Linked DNA regions of Mus musculus: region 2 is linked to region 1. The links are chromatin contacts, called in public Hi-C maps. All regions are on one chromosome and are shown on one strand. The core of a region is the stretch at or near the end of the contact, and the rest is flanking DNA. Distances in the headings are between cores, read along the strand shown.

The links. A called contact is a pair of places that touch in the nucleus more often than the background predicts.
Region 2: a contact with region 1 is called in a Hi-C map of bone marrow-derived macrophages, with 27 read pairs. The contact joins two enhancer-like sites. A contact is called at or near these places in 4 of 15 datasets of contacts at CTCF or cohesin (the G1E-ER4 cell line, the NIH/3T3 cell line, embryonic stem cells and 1 more), 2 of 484 Hi-C or Micro-C datasets (bone marrow-derived macrophages and embryonic fibroblasts), 10 of 115 datasets of contacts at active chromatin or transcription factors (bone marrow-derived macrophages, craniofacial prominence, embryonic basal ganglia and 6 more) and 4 of 9 other capture datasets (adipose tissue, embryonic stem cells, liver and 1 more).

Annotation. Positions count from the first base shown.
Region 1 is chr1:59,267,521-59,274,450 of GRCm38.p6, forward strand. The region is part of intron 4 of Cdk15 (cyclin-dependent kinase 15); the gene reads left to right. Among named protein-coding and RNA genes, the nearest start is that of Cdk15, 14 kb to the left of the region's middle. Within about 2 kb of position 4,396, at least 57 of the 459 cell types and tissues checked have an H3K27ac peak or open chromatin away from gene starts, as enhancers often do. A contact at or near this core is called in bone marrow-derived macrophages, where this site is marked.
Region 2 is chr1:59,580,169-59,586,684 of GRCm38.p6, forward strand. Gm973 (predicted gene 973) reads left to right here. Exons shown (of 19, transcript NM_001357842.1): 10 at 2,228-2,307. It overlaps Gm39648 (a long non-coding RNA gene), which reads right to left. Exons shown (of 3, transcript XR_865454.2): 3 at 6,230-6,516. Among named protein-coding and RNA genes, the nearest start is that of Gm39648, 13 kb to the right of the region's middle. Within about 2 kb of position 4,678, at least 19 of the 459 cell types and tissues checked have an H3K27ac peak or open chromatin away from gene starts, as enhancers often do. A contact at or near this core is called in bone marrow-derived macrophages, where this site is marked.

The DNA of each region.
Region 1 (6,930 bases), core at 3,146-5,645:
TGGGTATTTTGCTCTCCACTCTAAGAAGAAATGAAGTATCCACACTTTGGTCTTCCTTCTTGAGTTTCATGTGTTTTGCAAATTATATCTTGGGTATTCTAAGTTTCTGGGCTAATATTCGCTTATCAATGAGTACATATCATGTGTTCTTTTGTGATTGGGTTACCTCACTCAGGATGATATCCTCCAGATCCATCCATTTGCCTAAGAATTTCATAAATTCATTGTTTTTAATTGCTGAGTAGTACTCCACTGTGTAAATGTACCACATTTTCTGTATCCATTCCTCCGTTGAGGAACATCTGGGTTCTTTCCAGCTTCTGGCTATTATAAATAAGGCTGCTATGAACATAATGGAGCATATGTCCTTATTACAAGTTGGAACATATTCTGGGTATATGCCCAGGAGAGGTATTGCTGGATCTTCTGGTAGTACTATGTCCAATTTTCTGAGGAACCACCAGACTGATTTCCAGGGTGGTTGTACCAGCTTGCAATCCCACCAACAATGGAGAGTGTTCCTCTTTCTCCACATCCTCTCCAGCATCTGCTCTCACCTAAATTTTTGATCTTAGCCATTCTGACTGGTGTGAGGTAGAATCTCAGGGTTGTTTTGATTTGCATTTCCCTGATGATTAAGGTTGTTGAACATTTTTTTCAGGTGCTTCTCAGCCATTTGGTATTCCTCAGTTGAGAATTCTTTGTTTAGCTCTGTACCCCATTTTTAAATAGGGTTATTTGATTTTCTGGAGTCCATCTTGAGTTCTTTATATATATAGAATATTAGTCCCCTATCTGATTTAGGATTGGTAAAGATCCTTTCCCAATTTGTTGGTGGCCTTTTTGTCTTAATTGACAGTGTCTTTTTTCTTACAGAAGCTTTGTAATTTTATGAGGTCCCATTTGTCAATTCTTGATCTTATAGCACAAGCCATTGCTCTTCTATTCAGAAAATTTTCCCCTGTGCCCATATCTTTGAGGCTTTTTACCACTTTCTCCTCTATAAGTTTCAGTGTCTCTTGTTTTTTGTGGAGTTCCTTGATCCACCTAGACTTGAGCTTTGTACAAGGAGATAAGAATGGATCAATTCGCATTCTTCTACATGATAACCGCTAGTTGTGCCAGCACCATTTGTTGAAAATGCTGTCTTTTTTCCACTAGATGGTTTTAGCTCCCTTGTCAAAGATCAAGTGACCAGAGGTGTGTGGGTTCATTTCTGGGTCTTCAATTCTATTCCATTGAGCTACCTGTCTGTCGCTGTACCAGTACCACACAGTTTTTATCACAATTGCTCTGTAGTACAGCTTGAGGTCAGGCATGGTGATTCCACCAGAGGTTCTAAACCAGGATGTTCTTGAACTCTTGCTCTCCCTGCCGATCCCTCCCAAGGGCTATGATTATAGCTGCAGCACCACACTCAGTTATACACTCCCTGCTGGGAGTCAGATCCAAGGCCTCGAGCTTGCAAGGACTTTTGTTACTTTTCTGGTGTGGTGATTAAAATACCCCGACAAAAGTTGACTTAAGGAAGAAAAAGAGTTTATCTGGTCCACAGTTCCAAAAAGATAAGAGTCCATCGCAGCAGGGGGTTGGGATAGGCAGAGCAGCAAACAGCAGCTTTGGCAGCAGGAGCAGGAAGCTAAAAGATGGCACCTTCAACCACGTGCACAAACAGGAAGTGAGCGATGCTTTGCGCTCTTAAAACCGAGCCTGCAGCGAGAGAGTTCCTCCAGCAAAACTGCTCTGCCCCCAAATAATTACACCCACTGGAAACCAAATATTCAAATGCCAATGCCTATGGGGTATACTTCTCTTTCAAACCACAACACTAGGCAAGCACTCTTAGCAACTGAACTAAATCCCCACCCCACGAGAGCCGTTTGAATGATGGGATTATTCGTCTCTGGAAAAAAAAAAAAAAAAAAAACCTCAAAGATATGACTCTTCCTCAGCCTTCCTTTCTTAGCTATTTATCTTCCCTTCTTTCCTGAGTATACACTATATGCGAAAGGATAGTGCTGAATGTTTGAGAAATGCGCAGAGAACGCCCCATTCTTTATTCGGTGTTTTCAGCCTTAACAGAGCAGACAATCCAGATATTAAGTGTATAGAGGCTGTTGCAAACAGAATGAGTCAGACTTGCTGTGGCTAATGGAGGCAGGTTTTAGAGTGAACTTAGAAGACTGGGTTATCCAAGCAGGCTTTACAAAACAATTCTGAAAATGAGTTTATAATTCAATTTGATGCCATTTTCAAAAGTCTTGGAAGCCCCTGGGAAACATTTTACATTTAAGTCGAAAGGCCAAAGGCTATCAGTGTAAGTGGGGGCTCGTCCTGGTGGGATCAGGTGCAATCTAGGGGAACACATGGTTTTAAGCATTTAAACAAGATGGAAGCTGCACTCACTAGTGTACTTATTAGTGGTCCAAATGAGACAGAGTATTTCTGAACACACACACACACACACACACACACACACGTGTTCGAGTCACCAGACTAGAAGAGGCTCTCTGGGCGCGGGCTCCCCTAGTTCTCTGGGCATCAGCTTTTGTGAGCCTGAGTTCACTGACGGCTCGCACTGGGCTTTGCTGCTATTTTCCACAGAGCTACGTTCTCCAACTCCGCATCTGGCAGTCACAGTGAAACGTGTTTTGCAGCAGGTTTTGCTAACAGATGTTCTCTGCCGACTCAAAGCCCCCGGGTGTGTGTTGTTCTATATGCACGGCCATTCTCGCATTTCGTGTCCGCTGAGCGCTGCCTCTCACACAGATGTTCACAATTACAGTTAGCATTCTTGTATGGACTTCCTCGGTTTGTTTTATGGGACTGGCCCTTATTGAAAGCTTTGCTTGTATGATATGAAAAAAACCACAAAAGGATTTTGACACATCGGAGGTGGTTCGACTTCCAGTTTCCAACAATGACTGCTTCTTTTTCCTCCTGGGTAAAAAGCTTGCAGCCTTGAAAGCAAGGCCTCACTTAAGAACTTTGGCACGGGCTCATTTTTCCCTGGTTAAGATCTGGATGCCCAGGAGACCAGAGAGTCAGAGGTTAAATGGGAAGGGCTGGGAAGCAAGATAAGAACAGCTGGAGTTCATTAGTTAAAATCCAGGGTCATTAGCTAAAAAGGCAACCAAAAGCCATGCTCAGGGAAACTCAGAGTAAGACAGCCTTGAAGCAGGAATTCTTTCCCTGAGAAATCTGCTTGCTCTGAGGGTGTGGCAGCCCAGAGTTTAGAGAGTGGGATTCTGCTATGTGGACAGTCTCTCCAGGTAGAATGCATGTTTGTTTTCACATGATCTTCATCTATCATATCATGAAATTAACAAAAGTCTGAGCAACAACACTACGGGAAACTCTTACGGAGCGAGCATTCATGCACCCTTGAACACCTCTAGAGGAATAATATCGTATGGCCAAACTTTCAAACAATTATCTGATTCAAGCCAACACTCAGAACTTTGTGTGCATTCACACTGCAATGTGTGCTGGGTGTCTGAGATGGCCAGGCACTTTAAATATGACTACTAGATATGCAACAGCACACAGATCCCTGTTTCTCCCTGATACTGAGGGTCAAAGCCAAGGCCAAACACAGGCTATTTGCTGGCCCTCTTTTTCATTTTTTATTTTGAGACAGGGTCCCACTGAGTTGTCCAGGCTGGCCTTGAACTCACTTGTAGCCCAGGCTGTCTTTGATCTCGCCACCTTCCTGCCTTGGTCTCCTGAGGTAGGTGGAATTACAGGCCCAGGCTATTAGTATCCTGTCCTTTTGCTAATTAAAAGATGTAAGAGCTGGATATGATGATACAAACTTGTCATCTCAGCACTCAGGAGGCAGAGGCAGGAGGATCACTCCAAGTTCAAGGCCAGCATAGTCTGCATAGCCACTTCTAGGCAAACCAGGGCTACATGGTGAGTCCCTGCATCAAACAAGGCAAAATGGAAAAAAAAAGATAAAAAGATCAGAGATTTTTGTAACAATTTAAGAGAGTCCTTTATTATTGACTTAGAATCACATTTCAAATGTTTATTTTTATAATTGGGAGAAAATATTTTGAGTAAATTGATTTTTTTATGGATTTTATATGAATGTACCTTAGTTTCATTGAATTCTATATTGACATTCTAGGAATGGACCTTAAATACCTTTCTTAAAAAACAGCCAGCTTTTGGTTTGAACCTAGGACCTTCATCTTGTTTACTCTGTTTCCTTAAGAGAGCCAGGCTTATGACAGGCCTCCCCCCACCACAGTCTCTGTTAACCCTTTATACCAACCCCTGGAAGTACAAAGTGGTGGTGTTGTAGAAATGAAGGGGCCCGAGCCTCAGAGAGGCTGAGTGACTTGTCTGAGGTCACAAATCTAGTCAGCGTGTTTGGGTATGACTCAAGTCTGTTATATTTAAATTCTCCTTGCTCTGCAACATAAAACTGCAAAGGCTTGCGATGTTGAAGCATCTCCTTCAGCAAGAGTAAAAGTGGGAACTAGAAAGCGGCTCTCTGGTGCTCTCTGTGTAAAAATGGGGGCAAACTCAGAAGTAACTCTCCAGGAAAGAGTGTGATCGTGTGTGTGTGTGTGTGTGTGTGTGTGTGTGTGTGTGTGTGTGCGCGCGCACACCGTGCTCAATAGCTCAAACTCTCATCCTACAGAACCCTTAATGGCGGCATTTAAATGAGAAACAGTTGCCTCCGGAAGTCCTTTTGAGATCACTCACTGTAAAGTAATTACTCCTAATCCATTTGTGAGAAAATTCACTAAAAAGAGGTTCAGGAACCTTGCTGGGGTCATCCAATAAGATCAACAAAGAGTCTGATTAATATCTCAAGTCAGCTATTAGCACAGATGGAAGAGGGCAGGCCCGGCTGACAGGAGTCTGATTACATCAAGGATATAACATATTCAGCTCGTACTTACAGTCCTGTGAGAAATAACCCCAGGGTAAGGGCATATGAGAGGGATTTTTTTAATTTAAAATTATGATCATTATTGTTATTATTATTAATGTATGTGTGTGTGTGTCTGTGTGTGCACACATATGCACATAGACATAAGCTGTGCCACCTTGCCTATGTGGAGGTCAAAAGACAACCATGTACAGTCAATTCTCTTTGCCAGTCTTTATGTGGAGTCCAGGGCTAGAACTCACCAGACTCGTGTGGCAAGCATCCTTGTCCACCGAGCTATCTCACCGGCCTTTAAAGAGTTATATTAGCACATATCGATTGTACATAATATGGGTTTTATGGTGGCAGTTTCGTTCTAATATCTATTTCGGTCATAGAAATTCACCCCATCAGTATTTCTCTACTACCTCCATTTTCGTGTCATTTTGAGGGGAGTGAACAAATGAGTTAATTAAGGTCACTTACAGGAATATGAACAAATTAGCAGTGACTATAGCAGGGAACAGATACCTTTGTCCCTTAGCAACTGTTAATTACTTGTAGCTCCTCAGGGAGGTATGGGGACTTGTGAGCGCCTCTCCTCCACAATGGGATGTTGGTAGGCCCAGTGTCTTGCAGGCTGTCATAGTGACTGAGAGTTTCATGGCAATGGCTGTGTCATCCCCTGAAGATACCGTTCCACAACACTTCCAGCTTTTACAGTATTTCCATTCTTTCATGTTCTCTGGGCCTTTGAGAGGCTAATGCAGATGTTTTATTTAAGGATGAACATTCAGTAGGCATTTATTCTTAGCACTTTGACCAGTTATAAGTCTCTTCAGTAACTATTGCCCAGCAAACGCACAAAAAGAGAAGTGTCCCTGATCAAAGCTGCCAGCACTATTAATCTATGGACATAAACAGAAATATTCAAAGGCAATTTAACAGGCATGTTGTCAGCATGCATGTTCACTTAGCAAAACAACAGTAGCTTTCCTCCTAGGACCTAGGACCTGAGACACAGACTTCTGATGGGGTTTATAATACCAGTTATGAATTCCTTTCTTTGGAGCAGGCTTCAAATTTCAGCATGAAGTGGTTGGATACGCGCCTCTCCACCCCCTCCCCCAAAGGGACATCACTGTCACACCAGAGGACACAATGTGATGGGGGTTTAACTTCCAAAGAAATCAGAACTACTCATTTGCCTTTACCAAGCATTTCTCCAGGTCATACTGTTTCTTGGGATTCATAACTTGACTCCTTATCTTGGTTTGTGGCTCTTCAGCCAGAGAAAATGTAACATACGGAATTGTACATCTTTTGTTGTTCAGTGTCTAATGGAGTTGGGATGGACTCCATTATTGACTCCTGCATAGACTCATTAGAAGTGGCCTAGTCTTTATTGATTCACAAACATTTATTGAGCACCACATGCCAGGCTTGGGTTGGTGCTGGAAATGCAAAGTCAGGAGGTGGGGTGGGTCAATCTGTGTCTTTAAGCAGCCCATAGACTTGAGAAAGCTTCAGTTATCGGGGTTACCAGGATATACAGATATACTCTAGGACTTTGGGAGACAGACTTGCTTTATCTGTGACTATTATGTTTCACATCCTTTGCTAAATTAAATAGAACAGTATAGAGTAACATCAAAATACCATGAACTACTGTGCTGGCAAAAATCAATTTTCCTAAAAATCATTCTGCAGATCATAATGAAAAAGAGAAAACCAATAAGTTAAATATTGTATGAAATTGCGAGATATTTCCCTGAATTATTAAATATCTCACATATTATATCTAAATGTGATATGTTTTAATATATTAGTTAGTATTTCATTAATTACATAATAAGTATAACTAATATTAAATGTCACATTTAATAATATTTAATATATTAACAAATTAAAGTACATTATATTATAGCTAAATATATTAGCTATCTTTTATGTTGACTAAAGATCAACACTGACCATTTTGCTTTGGAATGTTTTATCATCTTTCTTTATTTTCTGGTGTTTTTATGATTAAACCAAATGAATGT
Region 2 (6,516 bases), core at 3,428-5,927, 310 kb after region 1:
AAGTAGAGCTGAAGTAGTATGAGGTCTTTGGTTGTGCACACCAGCTCCTGAAACAGGGAGAAGCCCTCCCCACCCCCATTGACAGACAATGGCCTGGGTTGCACAAGAGGTAGATCTTCCCTTGTTGCTCTAGAAGGGAGTTTTATCACCATCCCCATTCCCCCCCCCCCCCACACACACCCATTGCTTTATCGCACAGGAATGCAGCTGGAGTCTCAGCCCCTCCTTGACAGCACAGACCTCAGTAAATTACCAAGGTCTTGACCCAAGAGATGAGAAGCCCTAAGTGATTTTTCAGCCTCCTATCTAAGGACGTGTTTACATTTCTTGAACTCTGGCTGACTGACTCATTCTCCTGCTGTTGCAAGAACTTTCCTTATGCATCAGGATTTATACATTTCATTCCTGAAAGACCCAGGGTCCTTTCCAAGCCACTGTGCAGTGAACCTCATCACAACACAATTCTGCTGAGTGGCTCTGTCCGGAGGATGGGTCCCACCCGGCCAGGCGAGTGTGAGCGAGGCTGAGAGGCAGTGTAGTGTGGAAGGAAAGCACAAGACACAGCTCAGGACATCTGGGGTCTGGGTTCCACTCCCGCTATGTTAAGGTGTAGGCTTGAAGCTACAGAAACCCAGTCTCAGAACCTCAGTTCCCCCCCCCCACCTGACTTAAACTTAAGAAGTGTTTTAAGTTTATGCAGGAGCCATTCTCAAACAAATCAGGAAGAAAACACTGGCCGAGGAAACACAGAAAAAAGAAGAGCCTGTAAGAGATAGATACTGTCTTAGAATCAAAAATAATAAGGAGGTGGCTGGAGAGATGGCTCCAAGGTTAAGAGCACCGGCTGCTCTTCCAGAGGTTCTGAGTTCAATTCCCAGCAACCACATATGGTGGTTCATCTATAATGGGATCAGATGCCCTCTTCTGGCACAAAGGCATACATGCAGTCAGAACATTGTACATATAACAATTAAATAAATCTTTAAAAAAGAAAAACAAAACAAAAAAGAACCGAGAGTACAGCATGTCATGTGGAGCCACTGATGAGTGTTGAGAAGAAGAAGTCTCAGAAAGAGACTAAAATCTACATCAGCAAAGCCATAGGCACAGCTAAATTTCATTCCCCAAATAATCATCGATTCATGAGCATTACCATTACCGTTGAACCATGGAGTTCCAGTCCACAGATTCAATCCTTCCACAAAACGTTACCAATTGGAAGCTGGGTATGGTGGCACGTGCCTATACGTACAGCACTTGGGAGATAAAAGAAGGAGGATCAGGAATTCAAGGTCATCCTTGGCCTTGAGTTTGAGGCCAGCCTGTGCTACATGAGACCCTGTCTCAAAAAATAACAAAATGGAGGGTGCAGGGGGTGGAGAATGCTCAGTTAGGAGCACTTGCTGCTCTTATGGAGGAACCAAGTTCAGTTCCCAGCACCCACATCAGATGGTTCACACCTGCCTGTAACTCCAGCTCCAGAAGAATGAGACAGTCTTCTGCCTCTGTGGGCTCCTGCATCCACAGACACAGACCCATCAGCATTGGCACATGCACACGTTGTTTCAAAATTAAGGAAATTGTAAAAATATCTCCATCAGTTGCATGGCCAGTTGTGCCTCTGGGGTCTTAGCTTGCACAGCTGTGGCAGATTTGCAGGCTAATGCCACGCTGGCTCATGTGGAGGGTGCCATCATGTCCCACAGACACAATGGCCATTGCCTCTCTCTGCTACATCATATTCATTCTCTCTCTCTCTCTCTCTCTCTCTCTCTCTCTCTCTCTCCATCTCCTATTTGGCCTCCACCTCTGAGGAGCAGGGGAAATCTCTAATCTCTCCCTGAAAGCTTTCAGAAGCATTTTCCTATTTCAGCAAAGTGTGGTCATACAAAATTTATATTCAACAGCATCAGCACTTTTTCCCCATCAATATTTCCTTTTTAATGTCAGCTTTATCTGAATTCCGATAGCACAAAGAATCTACTTTTGTTCTTTTAAATACCAATCAAAACAAGAAGGTCTAAATTTGAATATAAAGCTTAACCCCACTCAACAAGGTGTTTAGACATATTTCCAGACACTATGGGTTATACCTGGGAATGCTATAGGTGTGGGCTTATAATCTTTAATGTGCATGAGCTGAGCACATATGGTTATGGTTCGTATGAAAGTTCATGAGACCTAGATCTGACACCTCGATGCCCTTTCTCTCCGACTTTCACTGCAGCAAACGCTGGAGCCGGAGCCAGTCTTCATGGAAATCTTTATGAAACCTCCTCACGTTTGGCTCAAGCTGCAGAGAGTCAGGTACAGTATTGACTGTGAATGAGCACAACACTGGGAGTCAAGACTTGTCTGGGATTCTTGTCCTAACTTGCTGTGTGACCCTGAGTGAGCCTCTTCATCTCCTTGGGCCTCATTTGTCTCATCAGTAAAATGAGCAGGTAAACTGTACCGTCACCAGGTTTCTTTACTCTCAAGCTTGGAATCTGGATTGTGGTGTGTGTGTGAAGAAGCAGAGCTGACTTTTCCCAGACTTCTGCAAAGTCAGAATTAGAATAAGAATACAGACACCAGCAGCCACAAGCCGAGAATCACATTTTTCCTTCCAAATCAGGAAAGAAAATAGCGATCGAGTTTGTTGTTTGCTTGTTGGTTTTAAGGCATCAAGGAGAGGAGCTAGGGAGATGGCTCTGTCTATAAAGAGCCTGCCACAAAGGCAAGGTCTGAGTTCAGATCTCCAGACCCCACATAAAAAGCCTGACAGGTACAGCTGCAAACATCTGTAATCGTGGCATTGTGGGAGGTGAGCAGGAGACAGGCAGATCCTTGGAGCTCATTGTGCAGCCAGCCCAGCTAAATGGATGCACTCCAGGTTCAGTGAGAGACCGTTTCAACAAATAACATGGAGAACAATAAAGGGAGACACCAGATGTCAATCTCTGGCCTCCATACACACGCACACACACCCATGAGCACATACACCACACACGCACACACTCACACGTACGCACACAGGTAGGATAATTATGAAGAAGGAAGGTGCCGATTTGAATGGCTTGGAAATATCTAATGTTTCAAGGGATGTGTGCAGACTTTTTGATAAGCGGTCCTCTGTCTGAAGCTCTGAGGGTGACAGTGTCTTCAGTCTCTCAAGAGAAGCTAGTAGGGAATTCCTAGAGCTGGATCCAGGGACTGGGAACTCCTGAGGCAGATGCTATACCACTGCTCCAGGGGTTGCCTAGGTCCCTCCGCTCTCAGACAGCCTCCAGGGCAGGCTCGCCAAGCCTCTTATCTCCAACTTCTTGCTGCTTCTGGCCTTCCCTCTTTTCCCCAGCACTTCCTTACAATCAGAGCAGAAATGAGTCTGTTTGCACAATATTTGAACTGACCTTTCAGGTTAAAACACCAGGCCCAAGTCAGGCCTCCATTGAAGAAAAGCATATCTAAGCCACTTCTCCACTACTGAAGAACCTCAGAAACAACACAGACACACACATACTATGTGTGTCTGTCTGTCTGTCTGTGTGTGTGTTTGTGTGTGTGTGTGTGTGTGGTTTGCCTCCATTGAAGACACTTTTCATAAAGGATCCGAAGACCTTAAGTAATAACAATAGCAATAATAATTACAGAGTTGTGACTAAGAAAATACAATATATTTTGGAAATCCCATAGCTCCAAAGGCCATACCAATACTCCCTGCATGGTCCAAACTCATGTATCCCTATGGCTCTACTGGAGGACCCTTCAAAGAGTGACCCAGCCATGACAAGTTAACTATAGACTAAATTATGAACTTTGCAGTCAGACTGAACTTTGGATCTTAAGCTCCAAGCCTGGTTCATCTGCAAGGCCTTGGTAAGTTCACAAACTCTGGAAATATCTTGTACCTCCTTTGCAAATGGAGAAAGGTTCCCATCTGAGCTTCTTGGTTGGTTGGTGTTACCATAGCCTGCCTGCCTTTGAAAAGGAACCCCGAGGGGAAAAGCCTTATGAGGAAAAGTCTAGGGAGCCCCACCAGTCCCCAAGCCAGGAAAAATGGGGTGTAGGGTACAAAGGACTTCCTCCTGCCTCTCTCACCCCTCCCCCTTCTTGAGGCTCAGGGCACTTTATTAGGTTAATCACTGCCTCGGATTTTAACTACTTCCTCAACCTACTCCACATAAATGACTAATTTTATGTTTACCATAAAGCATCTGGAAAGGCTTTAGAAACAAATTTCTACCCAACAGACTTCAGTTTACCCACCTTGATGGGCCACTGGCCCAACCAGTGGCCTCCCTGCCTCTCTAGGACCTAGGACCTTTCTTGCTCTGAAGCACAAAGCAGGCTTGCAGCAACAGTAGTAGCAGCAGCAATTAAGCCCGTCTTTCTTTTCTTTTAATCCCTACTGACTCAGCTCGTCCCTCCATCCTTTAGGGTCTGGTCATGTAAGGTCACTCACACATAATACATTTGTCTAGTTTTGTTGTTGGTGGTGGAGGTTTGGTTTGGTTTGGCTTGGTTTGGTTTAAGTCACAGTGAGAATCCCAAAGGTGGAACCTTTTGGAAACAACAGACCTTTGAGAAGTCACATACCTAGGCTGGGAAGTATGAGGGAAAGAAAGTCTGGTATTGCTGTCCAAGTTCAGCTCTGGGGTCCGGAGGCTGCCCCCGTGCGCCCCCTCCCGGTAGTACTGAAAACCTCTGCTCTGAGTCTTCAGTGGCCGCGTCGCTAAGGCCAAAGCCGAAAGGGTGAGGGGCTCTAGCCTCCCAGTTCCACTTTCAAGTAAAGGCCCTTAGGCACCCCTTCTACACCTAGCCGGAGGTTCCGGGCCTCAGAGCCAAGTCCATCAGTTTAAAAAAAAAAAAAAAAAAAGCGCCGCAGCTGCCATCAGCAACTTCCTTGGAGTTAGAAGTGGGGAGAAGTCAGAGAAATAGGGGGAAGAAGACTACAAGGGGAGTTGCGTGGAGATGAAAAGAGCGATGAAAAAAGAGAAAGAAGACAAGCAGACGTGTTTCAACTCCAAGCTCCCATTTCCCCTTTCAAATGAACGGCCTCCCCACTGTGAGCAGAATCAAGTATTTATGAAGGCATTTTTTGCATATTAATAGCTGCGCAGGGATGGGGCCCTGCCAGCGCTTAAGTCCTAAAGGTATGGTGCCCTTTTGAAAATACAGGTCTTTCCAGCCCCTCATAGAATTTGGTTTTCTCCTTCAGATTTATTTCCCCCTCTGCCTTGTGGGTCCTCCTGGGGCCCTACAACTGATTAAGAGAAATTAGTTTCTGGGCTGCCTTCAGAGTCCAGGACTGCTCTTCCCTCTGCGGGTCGCTGACATCAATCGCAGGCTCTCGCCTTTCCTCTTCCCCAAGGCCTCTGGGGAGAGGCTTGAGGTTGGGTGAGGTGCCCAGCACCTAAAAAGAATCTTAAAATTGTAAATGGAAGTTTCAGAAGGAGATATTAATACATCCGTGCAGTGAGAGAGGAGAAAGTAAAAAAGAAAAATATGCAATCATTTCATTAACGTTAATAATACTGTCGATCCTCGGTGAGGATTGCATTTCATTTTTAAAAAGAAAACATAGAGAGTTAGAAACATAATCAAAAGACCAAATCATATTAAAATAATAGTAGTAGGCAAGAATATGAGCTATAGTTTAGTGGCAGGGCTTGACTACCATAGGCAAGGCCCTGGGTCTGATCCGGAATACTCTTATACACACACACACACACACACACACACACACACACACACACGCACACGCATACGCGCGCACACACACACACACACACACGCACACGCATACGCGCGCACACACACACACACACACACACAGAGGCACAGATGACTAGGGCTTGGGGCTGTAGTTCAGCTGGTTGAGGTCTATCTTAGAATGCACATGGCCCTGCATTCTATCCCTGGGACCACATAAAACCCAGGCACGGTCACACACCTGCAATATCAGCCCTCGGAAAGAAAGGCTCAGAAAGTCAAAATCATCCGAGGCAACCTGAGATCTGTGATCTCCTGGAATCTGTGATTTAATACTGGGCAACATCAAGGTTCCAGACGGTTGGTGAGGAGGAGCCAGCCTGGGCTGCCCAGAGTCCACCCTCTGTGTGCACTGTTATAACAACCAAAGTGTTTCCACCCACTGCTAAATATTCCCCAGGGAGCAAACTGAACCCATCACCCCTCTCTTTTTTTCCTCCTCCTCTTCTTCCTCTTTCCCCTTCCTCCTTTCCTTTTCCTTTTTTGTTGTTACTGTTGTTCGTTTTTGAGCCAGAGTCTTACTATGTAGCCCAGACTGGCCATCCTACCTCACTGAAATTATAGGCATATGCTATCACGTCCAGAGTGACTGAATATTGAAAGTGCAAATCAAAACCATAAGTCAATCATGATTCCATCTATGGTTGTTGATTTTTGTGTTTTGTTCTCAAGCATCTGTTAGGGAGCACAAAATTAGGGTGCTCTGGGTTCAAACTTCACGTCGCGTCCCTGGGCCTGTGGTCTCTGCTCTCCTCCCCTAGT